3 separate regions of the Mus musculus genome follow, and regions 2 and 3 are each linked to region 1. The links are chromatin contacts, called in public HiChIP or PLAC-seq maps. All regions are on one chromosome and are shown on one strand. Each heading gives the region's core, a stretch centred on a gene start, on an enhancer-like site or on the middle of the called end of the contact. The rest is flanking DNA. Distances are from core to core; before and after follow the strand shown.

Region 1 (4,671 bases), core at 959-3,458:
GAGATGTTTCTTTCTTTTTTTTTTTCTTTCTTTTTCTTCTGTCTTTTAAGACAGGGTTTCTCTGTGTAGCTCTGGCTGTCCTGGACCTCACTTTGTAGACCAGGTTGGCCTCAAACTCAGAAATCCGCCTGCCTCTGCCCCCCCCCCGCCCCCCCCCCCCCCGAGTGCTGGGATTAAAGGCACGCACGCCACCACGCCCGGCTTTTTCTTCTGTTTTGTTTTGTTTTTCGAGACAGGGTTTTTCTGTGCAGTCCTGGCTGTCCTGGAACTCACTCTGTAGACCAGACCGGCCTTGAACTCAGAAATCTGCCTGCTTCTGCCTCCCAAGTGCTAGGATTAAGGTGTGCACCACCACCACCTGGCCTTGGGCTCTGTTTCCTAACTTCAAGTTAAACCTTTGTCTTCTTCGTGCTCTTCTGAGACTTCACTTTTTTGTCTTTTACTGCCTTCTACCCGGCACCCAAGCCTAATTTTAAAAAAGGATTTAGAAATGAAAAAAGAACAAGGGATGTGTACATAAAATGCCCCTTTCTGCCACACAGTTGCTGGGTGGAAAGTCCAGAGCAGCATAGAGACCAAGGAGTTCAGATCCTAACTCCCTGCCCCACCTCCTGACCCCATATACCACACCTGCACATCTGTGTGTGCATACGTGCACACCTATCCCCAAAGTTCCTCCTTCCGTGGCTGTTTAGAGACTCCAGAGTTTGACCCTGCCCCTTATTATGAGACAATGTCTTATGTAGCTCAGGTTGGCATCAAGTTCCCTGTGAAACCAGGGATGGCCCTGAACTTCTAACCCTCCTGAGTGCTGGGGTTACAGGCATGTACCACCGTGCCTACTTTATAGAACGCTCGAGCTTAAACTCGGGGCTTCTCACATGCTAGGTCTGCAACCGAGTCACACCCTCAGCCTTCCAGAGTTGGGATTTTATAACAAGGCCAGTGAGACACCTTTGGAGGCCTTTGGGCAGGAAGCCTGGAGAGGAGAGAGGCCAAGACAGAGATAGATAGAGAATGGGATGAATATCAACAGCTGCTTGGGAGGAAGAATGCAACAGGCCAGTGTCCTTGGCTGAGGACTAGGGCAAGCTGATGGCCAGGAGTCATATTTGCCAGTGGGATGAAGGCCTGGGGAGACCCTGATCACTCTATTCACTAAGAATGACTATCCTGGTGACTCTGGAGCTCAGCTGTCTCTATAGTTCCCCAATTGAGGAAACCAATCAAGAATGGAGCTGGAATACTAGTGTAGGCTTGTAATCCCAACACTTTGGGCGTCATTAGCTTGAGGCTATGCAGGGTACATAACACAGCTTATCCTCAGAACCCTAAAAGACTAGTGGGCAGGTAAGAGTGGGTGGTTTGGCCTGGATGACAAAGCAGCTCAGAGGTAGGAAAACCAGGGGATCTAGAAAACAGCCTACCTGGGCTCAATGGGCTCTTCTAGAAGCCTCCCGCAAACACCAATCCCTGACACCCCAAACTGTACTGCAGAGGCAACAGCATGGGCAGTTCTACCTCAAGGATGCTATGTTGGGGAGCAGGAACGGGCATGGAGTGACAGGAATGAAGAGCTTGTCTGGGAAATTACTGTAGGCAGAAGTGGTTCCATTTCCTGTATCCAGTGGATGAAGAGAACAAAGGAGCGCTGGGTGGGAGATTCCTGGGGGCAGTGCGTTCTGGCTGTGTCAACCTGGGGCAAGTCACTTAGCTCACTAAGTATTGGTCCTCTTTGGGTAGAGCTGCTGGTAAGTCTGCAGGAACAGAACTTGCTGTCTTGATTGTTCGGGTGTGTATGCTTGTGTTTACTGGTGGCAAGCAGGGCAGAGTTCGGAGGGCATCCCCCACGACCAGACCACCAGCGCGAGGAGTAAGGAGACAGCTTTATATTATTGGGGCAATTCGTGGCTCCTGCTTGGTGAACCAGGGCTGCTGAAAGAGATTTTCTGAAAGATGGCCCGGTATGGCGGCCAGAAGAGCTGAAAGTTAAAGCACTCAGGCTTAGGGGTTGGGGGCCTATCAGCTGTCTACTTCTTGAGCTTAGAAACTCGGAGTTCCAGCGTCCTATCAAAAATACTAGGCTTTCTCAGCAAGAGTCTCCCGTGAGAGGCCCTCTCAGGGACCAGCCCACAGTCAGAGATGGCACTCCCTGCACCAAGGCGGAGCTGAGCTCCAGATGTCGGGGCGTACACAGCTGGAGGATCACGTGGCACGGCCTCAGCCCCCTTCCTGCCAACGCTGCATTTGGCTCAAGCCGGGGTCATGGCTGCCCTTGGGACCCTGAACTGACAGTTTCAGGGGTTGTCACCCCTCCCCCGCGGTCAAGCGTGAGTGCTGGGGTCCTAAGGACCAAGGTCAGAGGCGGGGAGGGGGAAAGGTAGAAGGGACCCAGCTTTGATGCACTGGATGGGTGGGTAAGGGGGCGGTAGGGGAGAGGCCTGCGTCACCCTGTCCAGACTTTGGCATCCTTTCTGGGCTGGAGCTGAGGTTAGAAGCTGAACTTTTTGTCCCTTAGGCTGCTGCGGTGGGGGCAGGGGCAGGGACGGAGGTCGACAGAGTGGATGAAGGAAGGATAGAGGGCCCTGTGAAGGGCGGGGCTGGACATGAGGAGGAGGAGGAGGCCGCGCCTTTGCCCAGACGCGTGGCTTACGCTGCTGCTCAGCGCCGCCCTCGGACTCCTGCTCTACGCGCAGCGCGACGTGGCATCCCCCACGACCAGACCACCAGCGCGAGGACCCCAGCTCCCGCGGCCCACTCCTAGCCTCCGAGCACGCGAGCTCCCTAACACCGCCCGCGCGGCCCCGCTGGCCTACGAGGGGGACACTCCGGTGCCGCCCACACCTACGGACCCCTTTGACTTCGGCGGGTATCTGCGCGCCAAGGACCAACGGCGCTTCCCGCTGCTCATTAACCAGCGTCGCAAATGCCGCAGCGACGGCGCATCCGGCGGTTCGCCGGACCTGCTCATCGCTGTCAAGTCTGTGGCTGCGGACTTTGAGCGGCGGGAAGCCGTTCGCCAGACTTGGGGAGCCGAGGGTCGCGTGCAGGGGGCACTCGTGCGCCGAGTGTTCTTGTTGGGCGTGCCCAAGGGGGCGGGCTCTGGCGGGGCAGGCACCCGTTCGCACTGGCGCACCCTGCTGGAGGCGGAGAGCCGAGCTTATGCAGACATTCTGCTCTGGGCTTTCGAAGACACCTTTTTCAATCTAACGCTGAAGGAGATTCACTTTCTATCTTGGGCCTCAGCATTCTGTCCAGATGTACACTTTGTTTTTAAGGGCGATGCAGATGTGTTCGTGCACGTGAGGAACCTGCTGCAGTTTCTGGAGCTCCGGGATCCCGCACAGGACCTTCTTGCGGGTGATGTGATTGTGCAGGCAAGGCCAATCCGAGCTAGAGCCAGCAAGTACTTCATTCCCCGGGCTGTGTATGGACTGCCCGTTTACCCTGCCTACGCAGGTGGCGGCGGCTTTGTTCTTTCGGGAGCCACGCTCCGCCGCCTAGCTGATGCTTGCTCACAAGTTGAGCTCTTTCCCATAGACGATGTCTTTCTAGGCATGTGTTTGCAGCGCTTGCGGCTCACACCAGAGCCTCATCCAGCGTTTCGCACCTTTGGCATCTCCCAGCCTTCAGCTGCACCTCATCTTCGAACCTTTGACCCCTGTTTCTACCGAGAACTGGTGGTAGTACATGGGCTGTCTGCAGCTGACATCTGGCTTATGTGGCGCTTGTTGCATGGGCCTCAGGGCCCAGTCTGTGCACATCCGCAGCCTGTGGCAACAGGTCCCTTCCAATGGAATTCTTAGTTATCTCTCACGGTATCAAACTTCTCTTACTCAGCTGCAGGACAGAACATGAAAGAACCCAAAGGGGTTTTCCATGTGGGTTTATGGTGTACATGACTTTTCTCCAGATCACTCACTGAGAGAGCTAGGGCTGGGATGAAACAAACACAAGTGGATATACCCATAGCCAGGCCTCAGCCCTCGTGGACCTGGCAGGCATTTTCGTATAGTTACTAGCTTCCTTCCTTCTCTCATTGGATTCCCAGTGGCCATATCTTATCTGTTCCCTTTGAGGTCTGGTGTTAGAGCTAACTAAGCCCTTCAGGTCGAGGTTTGCCTGTAGCATGTGGGGCGGGGCCATCATGTGTCACCGTCTTGCCCACTATACACACACACACAAAACCATGCCAGTGTACTTCTGAAGGGTGACCCATCCCCCTCCCGGAAGGAGTCCTAAGATTCCTCCACTATAAGATTGCTCATATTCTTCAACTCCAGCTTCAAGGAAATCAACAGCTCACATTTTAGTACAAACAGCCCAGTGGCAGCACATGGCACGCTGTCACTGTGGGCATAGGTGCTTTATTGGAAGGGGGACGAGGAAGTCTCCTCTGATCACGAGGATGGGAAGAGTCCTGGCTACCCTGACAGTGGGATGTGCAGGGTCTCTGGCCAGACGAAGGTCCAAATGGGAAGACACCTGTCAAATCAGTCATGGGAGTGCCACACAGGCCTGGCTGTAGGCCCAGGAACCATACAGACAGCTGGGGCAGGTCCCCTGCACATTCATCATGAACTATACAAGATGAGGCTGTACATGAGTTAATTACAAAAGTCATTATTTACAAAAATCTGTACACACATTTGAAAAACTCACAAAATTGTC
Region 2 (4,088 bases), core at 560-3,059, 290 kb after region 1:
TAGTGACATTCATGGAATTATATAAGAAAATCGAGCTAAGCATTAGCAGGCACGCAAGCATTTTCTAGTCTCTGTTCCTGGGCGTGGATGTGATGTGAGCAGCTCCTGTAGTTTTGATTCATTGTGTTTACCAAAGGATGGACTGTAATCTGGAGCCTCTAATAGTAGCTTTCTCCCCTAAGTTGCTTTTGTCCGTACTTTATTACAGCAACAGAAAACAATCTAAGATCCCCATATTAGAGTGTTGAACTTACACAGCTACTAGAGGATTGATTCAGTGGACAATGCTGCCCTAAAGGGTAGTGAGTAGTCCTTCATCACATGTGCAGACTCTCAAGGAACTTCTCTTGTCTGCAGTGTCTCTACAGGGAATTAATTACATATACTTGTTCCCTGGCCAATGACACTTGGCCATATAGGTTGTCACAGTGACTGTGAGGGTAGAGTTATCAAGTATCCGTCATTGCTGCACACCTCAGTGATCTGGAGTATATTCTCCTGATTTCAGAGGCAATGCTGTCTAATAGGTCACATTAACTCATACCTGGAGATCCCTCCCATTGTGGCAGAGAACACTGGGCATAATCTGAATCCTTGAACAATTTTATCTTAGCTCATCTCAATCTTGCCTGATGCTAACTTTCTCTGAGTGCCAAGCTCTGACCCAGAAGCCTGGCACAGTTGTTCTCATCAGGCTTAGCACATCATCAGAAAAATGCACGGGGCACTCATCCACAAAGAGAGAAAACTGCTCTGTAGCTGAAACGAATGAGACACTTCAGCATGGCCCAGAGCTCAGAGCACAGTCTCCCCCAGTACCTGAAACCCTCTGGGTCCAGAACTTACATGGCTGGCTGTGAGGTTCCATCTCTCACACCACTCCATGGCTCAGGGGCCTCAGGAGGTGCAAAGCGCAGTGGTCCTACAGGAGGCTTGGCAAAGGGGATTCCCAGGAAGGTGTGGACACCAGCTTTAGTGTCCTTCACGTGAATGAGCCTGCCTTGGACCTGGCCAGAGTGTGTGCTTCTGATGGGGCTGGTCTCTGGTGAGTCGTGACCTGGTAGAGAGAGAGATGCTTCAGGGTTAGTTTTCTGTAATCAGTTGCCACAAGGTTGTGGGAGTTCCTATCTCACTGTTATCAGGGCACAGGCAAAGGGAACCCATAACCGCCTCCCTAGTTCAGTTGTAGGGTGTGAGTGTGGAAACTCCTTTATCCCTCAGACCTTGGATCCTTTCCTATTCCTATTTTGAAGGGCTCTACAGCGTTTCTGTAGGCCAAAGAACCATTTGGCTATACGAATTATTATTATTATTATTATTATTATTATTATTAAAAGGTAAGTTGTAGCTATATACCAAGAAAAGAAAATGACTTCTCATTTTCATTTGAATTGTCTAGCATTTTCTCTAGAGCTCCTTACAGTGAACTGTCTCCTCAGTATGGAGTGATCTTAGATGTCTCTGACTCTGTATGCTAGTGGGCTCATAAAATCTGAGGGTTTTGGTCAGTGAATCGGGAGGCACAGGTTTCCCACACTTTTAGCTGTCATTTCCAAACCCTTCCCCCTGCCCTGTGCCTTCCCTCCCACAAGCTCAGCTCTGACATGCAGAAGTTGGCAGCTCTGACTCCAGTCATTCCCCATGCCAGTTTAGTGAGCCTCACCCTGCACATGGCCGAGGAGAAGCAGGAGTCCAAAGAACACAGCATCCAGCCAGCTATGCATTTGGTTCCGTGGCATGGCCGGCTCTCAGGCTCTGAGTCTGTGCTGCTAGGAGGACCACGTTTCACAAACAGGAAGCAGAATATGTGAGCCTTGCCCAGGCAGGAATTTGAGCCAAAAAGATAAAGGTGGAGCAAGTTCTCATTGTAGAAGAACTGTTTAGTCAGAAGTAACTGGAGCCAATGGCCTGGAGGCAGGGCAAAGTCGCTGTATTTATCAGGATTTTCCAGAGTAGCAGGGCTTATAGAATGAATCTCTCTACATAAATATATAGAAACTGGATTTATTAGAACAACTTACAGGCAATGGCGCTAGTAATTGAACCGTGTCTAGCTATGAATAGAAAGAATCCAGCAGTTGCTCAATCCACAAGGTTGGATGTCTCATCTGGTCTTCAGTCGATGCTGAAATCCTGGAGAAGTAGGCTCTAATGCCAGTTAAGGACTGGACTTGCTAGCAAGGTGGGAGCAAGCAGGCAAAGATCCAAATATTCTATCTAGTTTCCCCTCTGAAAATCCCCTATCCTCTCCCCCCTCCTTCTGCTTCTGCTTCCTGGCCCAGGCATTCCCCTATACTGGGGCATAGAACCTTTACAGGACCAAGAGCCTCTCCTCCCATTGATGACCAACTAGGCCATCCTCTGCTACATATGCAGCTAGAGCCATGATTCCCTCTTTGATTGGTGGTTTAGTCCCAGGGACCTCTGGGGTTACTGGTTAGTTCATATTGTTGTTCCTCCTAGGGACAGGCATGTGCTTCCTTACCTCAAATGTTCAGACTAAAAGTAAATTTGTCTACTTCAAACCAAGCAAACAACCTCTCACTGGTGTACTCTCCATTTCCAGATTCTAGATGTAGTCAAGTTGATAGCAAGAATAGCCATCAGGGTTGCCTCTGCTGTTTCTGTTCCCTCTTTGGCCTCCCAGAAAGGCATATCATGGATTCTAGAGATCATCTGGGATACCAGAAATGCTGTCCCCTCACCTGGGCAGGAAGCGCTAACAGGAGCTCTAACAGTGAGAAGGTCATAGTCAAGATGTCACAGGAGAATCAGGCAAATGCGGGAGCTCTGAGTGTGACATTCATTTTCAAGACTCCCCTGACCTTTGAAAACTCAGTTTTCTGAGTCTGCTTCCAGGGTCCCTGGTCCCTATGATGATATTAGGGTATACATGGACCCTCCTTGTTAGGTTACATTCCTTTCATCATAACACACTGCAATTCTGGAGCATTTCAAGTCCGCAGCCCCTGTTCATTATGATGTGTCTCCTCTGCTGGCCAAGATCAACTTCACAGTTATTTATTAACTTAATCGATATTTTTAATGTTTGCATTTATTTATGTATTGTGCTCATGTATATATTATGAAGGTTCTTCCATGCCATGGATCACATATGGAGATAAAAGGAGAATTTGTGTAAGTTCGTATTCTCATACTGTGTGGACCACAAAGTGATACTTGGGTCATCAGGGTTGGAGGGACATTTTCTTACCACACCCTAGTCAATCTCATTCTTATCCATATGACCAGTATTTAATTGGGCCTTAATGGTTCCAATACTGGGTTAAATCTATGATAAAGCCAAATACATCAATGTATAAATAGAAGTTTCAGAATTACAAAGAAGCCTGGCAGGTTAAATTAAGGAATGCATGACCAGGAGCCCATATCCAGTCCAGCCTGACTCTCTGGAGGAAGTTTCGTGGGTCTCAGTGTCAGATAGTATTTAGTGAGAATTAACCTTGATTACAAATTATGATTACAGTCTTTATTATCCAAATACTAATCCAGAGCCTACAGAATGTCACTACAGGACTTCTTCGTTGTGTCTCTCTGCTTCCCTGGCATAACCCAGCATGTTTTTTCCTTCCTTCTCTAAGCAACAGGGGCTTCTTTGATTCAATTTCACCCCTCCAATGTACTCTTGTCCTGTCTGTCGTCTAAGCCTTTCTTGGTAGCTGTTCTCTCTATACCAAGTTCCCTGAACAAAGAATTGCTGGACCATGAGGGCTGAGAAGTTCCCGGTTCCTCCAATCTTGGGATGGAGAAGCCAGATCCCAATGGATGCTGGGTGTCCCTGTGCTTCTTAATCCCAGACATTTCTGTAGCTCAGCTGGGGAAATCCCTGTGTGCTCTGCTCCTCACTGCACCATCACTCAGAGGCCCCGTGTCAATGATGGCCATGGCCACAGTGAAAATGTGAAATGAAGAAGGCATTCAGGTTCTGCTTTGTGGAAAGAAGGACTGAGTAGGGGGATCATGAGAGATAGAGACAGAGATACAAGAGACAGAGACAGAGATAAACAGAGAGTCAGGCACAAGCACAGAGATAGAGAGAAGTAGAGGCTCAACTCCATGAAAATACC
Region 3 (4,256 bases), core at 676-3,175, 500 kb after region 1:
CTTACCTGAAGAAACCCAGGACACCCAGGCGGTACTGGATAGTGACCACCACCACATCCTCAGTGGCTGCCAGCACGGATCCATCATACATGGAAGCCATGCCTGCAACCAGTCCACCACCGTGGATCCACACCATCACCTGGAGAAGTCAAGAGAGATGCCAGGAGGCTCCTAGCCTGCCCAAGCTCTCTAGTCTGCTTACTAGAATATCAACTGCTGTGCTTCTGTGCAGCTACAGAAATACATAAAAATCATCAGGACTTCAGGGCCTTGGGCACAGCCTGGGCCTCTAGTAGCTTCTAGTCCCAATTCTCACCATGTGTTGCACTTTGAATTAATACTTCTATGTATAGAGTGATGTCATCATTACTCAGAGTCTTCACAGTAGAACAAAGGGGGGTGTATCCATGGATATTTCTCCAGATTAAAAATGAAAAGGATCCTCAACCATCATTGTCACAACAGATCATCCAAAAGTATACGTTTGGGTGACCTCCGTGTTGAGGTCTTGAGCCCCTAAGTGATTCTGCAGATCAGGAGTTGTAGAATGGGTTCTGGTTTTATCAAGAGCTAGAGCCTTTGATGGTTTGGTGGTCTAGTGCTCTTTGTCCCGTACCCAGGTTTCAACTGCCTTCTTTGACCCAAGTAAAGTAAGAGGTCCATCAGGTTCATCAGGTTCTGCAATGGAACTCAGGTTGCTTTTGTCCCTTCTAATCTTCTTGAAAAAATGCCCTCTCCCCACTCTGACCATATCTTGACACTCACAGGCAGGCTAGAGCCCTCCTGGGCATGGGCTGGTGTGTAGATGTTGATTGAGATACAGGCAGTCCTCGGACATAGAGAAGGGAAACAGGTTCAGTTTCATCTCCTTCAGGCCCTCTGGATACAGTAGTTCAAGATTTTGCAGACACCTAATGAAAAGAGCAGACAGACATTCCAAGACATGAATGGTGATCCAAACCCCATGTGAGTCTGCAGATTTTTATCTCAGCCACATTCAGCTGCTTCTCCTCATGGTGCCTGTGAACACATATCCTCTCTCTAAGTCCTTTCCACCCAATGAAAAAGCCGCAGGGCCTGTGAAAGCTGTGTCGGGGCCAGATTATTAGGGAGACTGCCAGTCGTGTGGACCCTGGGTTATCTTTCTGAGTCTGGGATAGAGAAACATCTAGATGTCAATATGGAAATGAATGGCTGTCTGTACTGACATTCATGGGATTGTATTAGAATAAAAAAGTGAGCTAAGCATTAGCAGGCAAGCAAGCATTTTCTAGTCTCTGTTCCTGGGTATGTCTGTGATGTGAGCAGTTCCTGTAGTTTTGATTCTCTGTGCTTACCAAAGGGTGGATTGTAATCTGGAGCCTCTAATAGTGGCTTTCTCCCCTATCTTGCTTTTATCAGTACTTTGTTACAGCAACAGAAAACAAATTAAGGTTGAAATATTGGAGTGTTGGACTCATACAGCTACCAGAGGATTCAGTGGACAATGCTGCCTTAAAGGGTAGTGAGTAGTCCTTCATCGCAAGTGCAGACTCTCAGGGAACTTCTTTTGCCTGAAGTGTCTCCAGTGGGAATTAATTATATACACGTGTTTCCTGGTTAATGGCACTTGGCCCAATAGGTTGTCATAGTGACCATGAGAGTGGGGTTAGCACGGATTGATCATTGTTGCACTCCTCAGTTACCTGAAGTTTATTCTTCTGGATTCAGGGATGACCAATGCCTAATAGGTCACATTAACTCATGCCTGGAGATCCCTCCTACTGAGACACAGACACCAGGCTTAATTTTAATCTGTGAACAATTTTATCTTTGTTCTTCTCAACAGAGCCTGCAGTTCAATATCATCCTGGGTAGAGTGGGCAGACCTTGGAAACTGCTACCAACAGGGAGGCACCTGCCACATAAACCCTGGGCAGCATGCCTGTATCTGCCATGCTGCATATGCAGGAGGTTCTGTGAGACAGCTCAGAATGAGAGTGCTTTCAGACCTTGCCACACTGCGGTTTGTGCCAGGATGGAACAACGGCTACTCCTGCTTCTGTGTGCCTGGATACCAAGGAAGGCATTGTGACTGGAACATGGATAAATATGTTTCTTACCCCTGTGTGATTGGTGCTGTATGCCTCAATATATAGGAAGATACGCATGTGTCTGTCCTCAATAGTATTTTGGTATAAACTGAGTTGGAAATTCCTGACTGTGGATCCCAGCCATTTCTATATGGAGCCACAAGTCAGGATGCTCTTGGGGCTCACATCTGTGACTATGCACCTGGATTCCTTGGAGATCACTGTGAATCCAACTTTGAATGTGCCGCTCAATCATATCTGCATGGAGATCTATGTATGGATAGTGGAAACAACACAGTGTCTGCAGAAGTACTGGATTCACAGGGACACATTGTGAGACCTTGATGCCTCCCTCCCTCTGTGTTGGCCAAAGCCTTGTCACAATAAAACAACCCGTTAAGACACTGTTGACATCTATATTCATCACTTCTGGCCTGGATACACAGATGTCCTTTGTGAGACAGACATAAATGAAACTAGTAGCAACCCCTGCCAATTTAGGGGGGAATGGTCTGAGCTGTTCTCAAAAGATCTATTCAGACATATTGCAGGCCTGCCTTCCTCCTTGGGGCTGCAGGCTATGTTTGTTTCTGTCAACTTGGATTCACAGACAGAAGCCTAGAATAACTGTCCTCTGGAAGGCTTCACCCAGCAGCTGATCAAAACAGATGCATAGACCCACAGCAAACATTAGCTGGAGCTTGAGAAGTCTTGTAGAAGAGTTGGGGGAAGAATTGAAGAATTCAGAGAGGATAGGGACTCCACAAGAAGACCAACAGTGTGAACTAACCTGGAGTTTTGGGCACTCTCAGAGATTAAACCACCAACCAAAGAGCATACAAAGGCTGGACCTAGGTCCCCTGCACATTTGTAGCAGATGTACAGCTTGGTCTTCATGTGGGTCCCCCAAAATGAAAGCAGGGCCTTACCCTGACTTCATTGCCTGTGTCTGGATCCTACTCCCCTCTCCCCTAACTGGGCCAGTTTGTCTGGCCTCAGTGGGAAAGGATACACATAGTCCCGCAGTGGCACGAGGTGCCAGCATGGGTTGCTTCATTGTAAGGGACCTCCCCCTTCTTCGAGGTGAAGAGGAACTACATAAGGGGGCGCTGGGAAGAGAGGGGGAACTGGAATCCAATGTAATATGAAAAAATAAATTAATGGAAAAAATAGTACCTGCATCTAGCTCCCTATGAGTGCCAAGTTCTGATTCAGAAGCCTGGCCTAGTTGTTCTACTCAACCTTAGCACAGCACCAGAAAAACCCATGGGGCACTCATCCCCAAAGAGAGAAAACTGCTGTGTCACTGAGATGGATGAGACCCTTCAGCATGGCCCAGAACCCAGAACACAGTCTGCCTGAAACCCTCTGGGACCCATAACTTACATGGCCGGATGTGCAGTTCCATCTCTCACACCACTCCATGGTTCAGGGGCCTCAGGAGGTGCAAAGCGCAGTGGTCCTACAGGAGGCTTGGCAAAGGGGATTCCCAGGAAGGCGTGGACACCAGATTTAGTGTCCTTCACTTGGACGAGCCTGCCTCGGACCTGGCCAGTGTGTGTGTTTCTGATGGGGTTGGCCTCTGGTGAGTTGTGACCTGGTGGAGAGATGCCATCTGGGTTAGTTTTCTGTAATCAGATGCCAGCAGATTGTGAGATTCCCATCTCATTGTTACCAGAGCACAGGAGAAAGGAACCCAAGCTCCCCCACCCCAGGCCCCAAGTGCCCGCTCAGTTTACCTGTGGGGTATGAATGTGGGAGTTACCCTATCTCTCAGGACCAGAAACCTTTCCTATTACCCCTTTGAAGGGTCCCAGAGCATTTCTCTGGTTAAAGAGGTCACAGACTCAGAGCCCTTTGGCCACATGAATTCATGATTATTAGCACTGTTATCCAAAGCTCAGTAGTAGTTACAGTCATAGCCAGACACTGAGGAGGGAAAAATACCTGCACATTTTTTCCTTGAATTCCCTGCTATTCTCTCCAGAGCTCCTAATACTAAACTGTCTCTTCACTATAGAGTGATCTTAGATGTCTCTGGCCCTCTAGATCCACAAAATGTGTGTGTTTTTGTTGAAGAATTGGTAGGCACATTTCTCATACTTTTATCCTCAAGCTGTGGGACATGACCATTGGAAAACACATATTTCCATGCTCATAGGAATTGAGAAACCACTCAAAAGC

The links. HiChIP or PLAC-seq counts read pairs in DNA pulled down with a chosen protein or histone mark.
Region 2: an H3K4me3 HiChIP or PLAC-seq map of fetal liver shows a contact between it and region 1, with 4 times the contacts expected there. The contact joins the promoter of Ces2g here to the promoter of B3gnt9 in region 1. A contact is called at or near these places in 1 of 39 promoter capture datasets (erythroid cells), 1 of 484 Hi-C or Micro-C datasets (nephron progenitors) and 1 of 115 datasets of contacts at active chromatin or transcription factors (fetal liver).
Region 3: an H3K27ac HiChIP or PLAC-seq map of oligodendrocyte precursor cells shows a contact between it and region 1, with 6 times the contacts expected there. The contact joins the enhancer-like site here to the promoter of B3gnt9 in region 1. A contact is called at or near these places in 2 of 39 promoter capture datasets (cranial neural crest and hippocampal neurons), 1 of 484 Hi-C or Micro-C datasets (Sertoli cells) and 4 of 115 datasets of contacts at active chromatin or transcription factors (bone marrow-derived macrophages, embryonic forebrain, oligodendrocyte precursor cells and 1 more).

Annotation. Positions count from the first base shown.
Region 1 is chr8:105,252,690-105,257,360 of GRCm38.p6, reverse strand. B3gnt9 (UDP-GlcNAc:betaGal beta-1,3-N-acetylglucosaminyltransferase 9) reads left to right here and starts at 2,208. Exons shown (of 2, transcript NM_178879.4): 1 at 2,208-2,330; 2 at 2,519-4,671. The coding sequence starts at 2,607. The coding sequence ends at 3,806. It overlaps D230025D16Rik (RIKEN cDNA D230025D16 gene), which reads right to left. Exons shown (of 16, transcript NM_145604.3): 16 at 4,308-4,671.
Region 2 is chr8:104,959,439-104,963,526 of GRCm38.p6, reverse strand. Ces2g (carboxylesterase 2G) reads right to left here and starts at 1,809. Exons shown (of 12, transcript NM_197999.2): 1 at 1,664-1,809; 2 at 847-1,057. The coding sequence starts at 1,739. It also overlaps a transcript of Ces2f not described here.
Region 3 is chr8:104,756,085-104,760,340 of GRCm38.p6, reverse strand. It overlaps the pseudogene Gm6831 and the pseudogene Gm18475. Among named protein-coding and RNA genes, the nearest start is that of Ces2a, 24 kb to the right of the region's middle. Within about 2 kb of position 1,925, at least 16 of the 459 cell types and tissues checked have an H3K27ac peak or open chromatin away from gene starts, as enhancers often do. A contact at or near this core is called in hippocampal neurons and oligodendrocyte precursor cells, where this site is marked.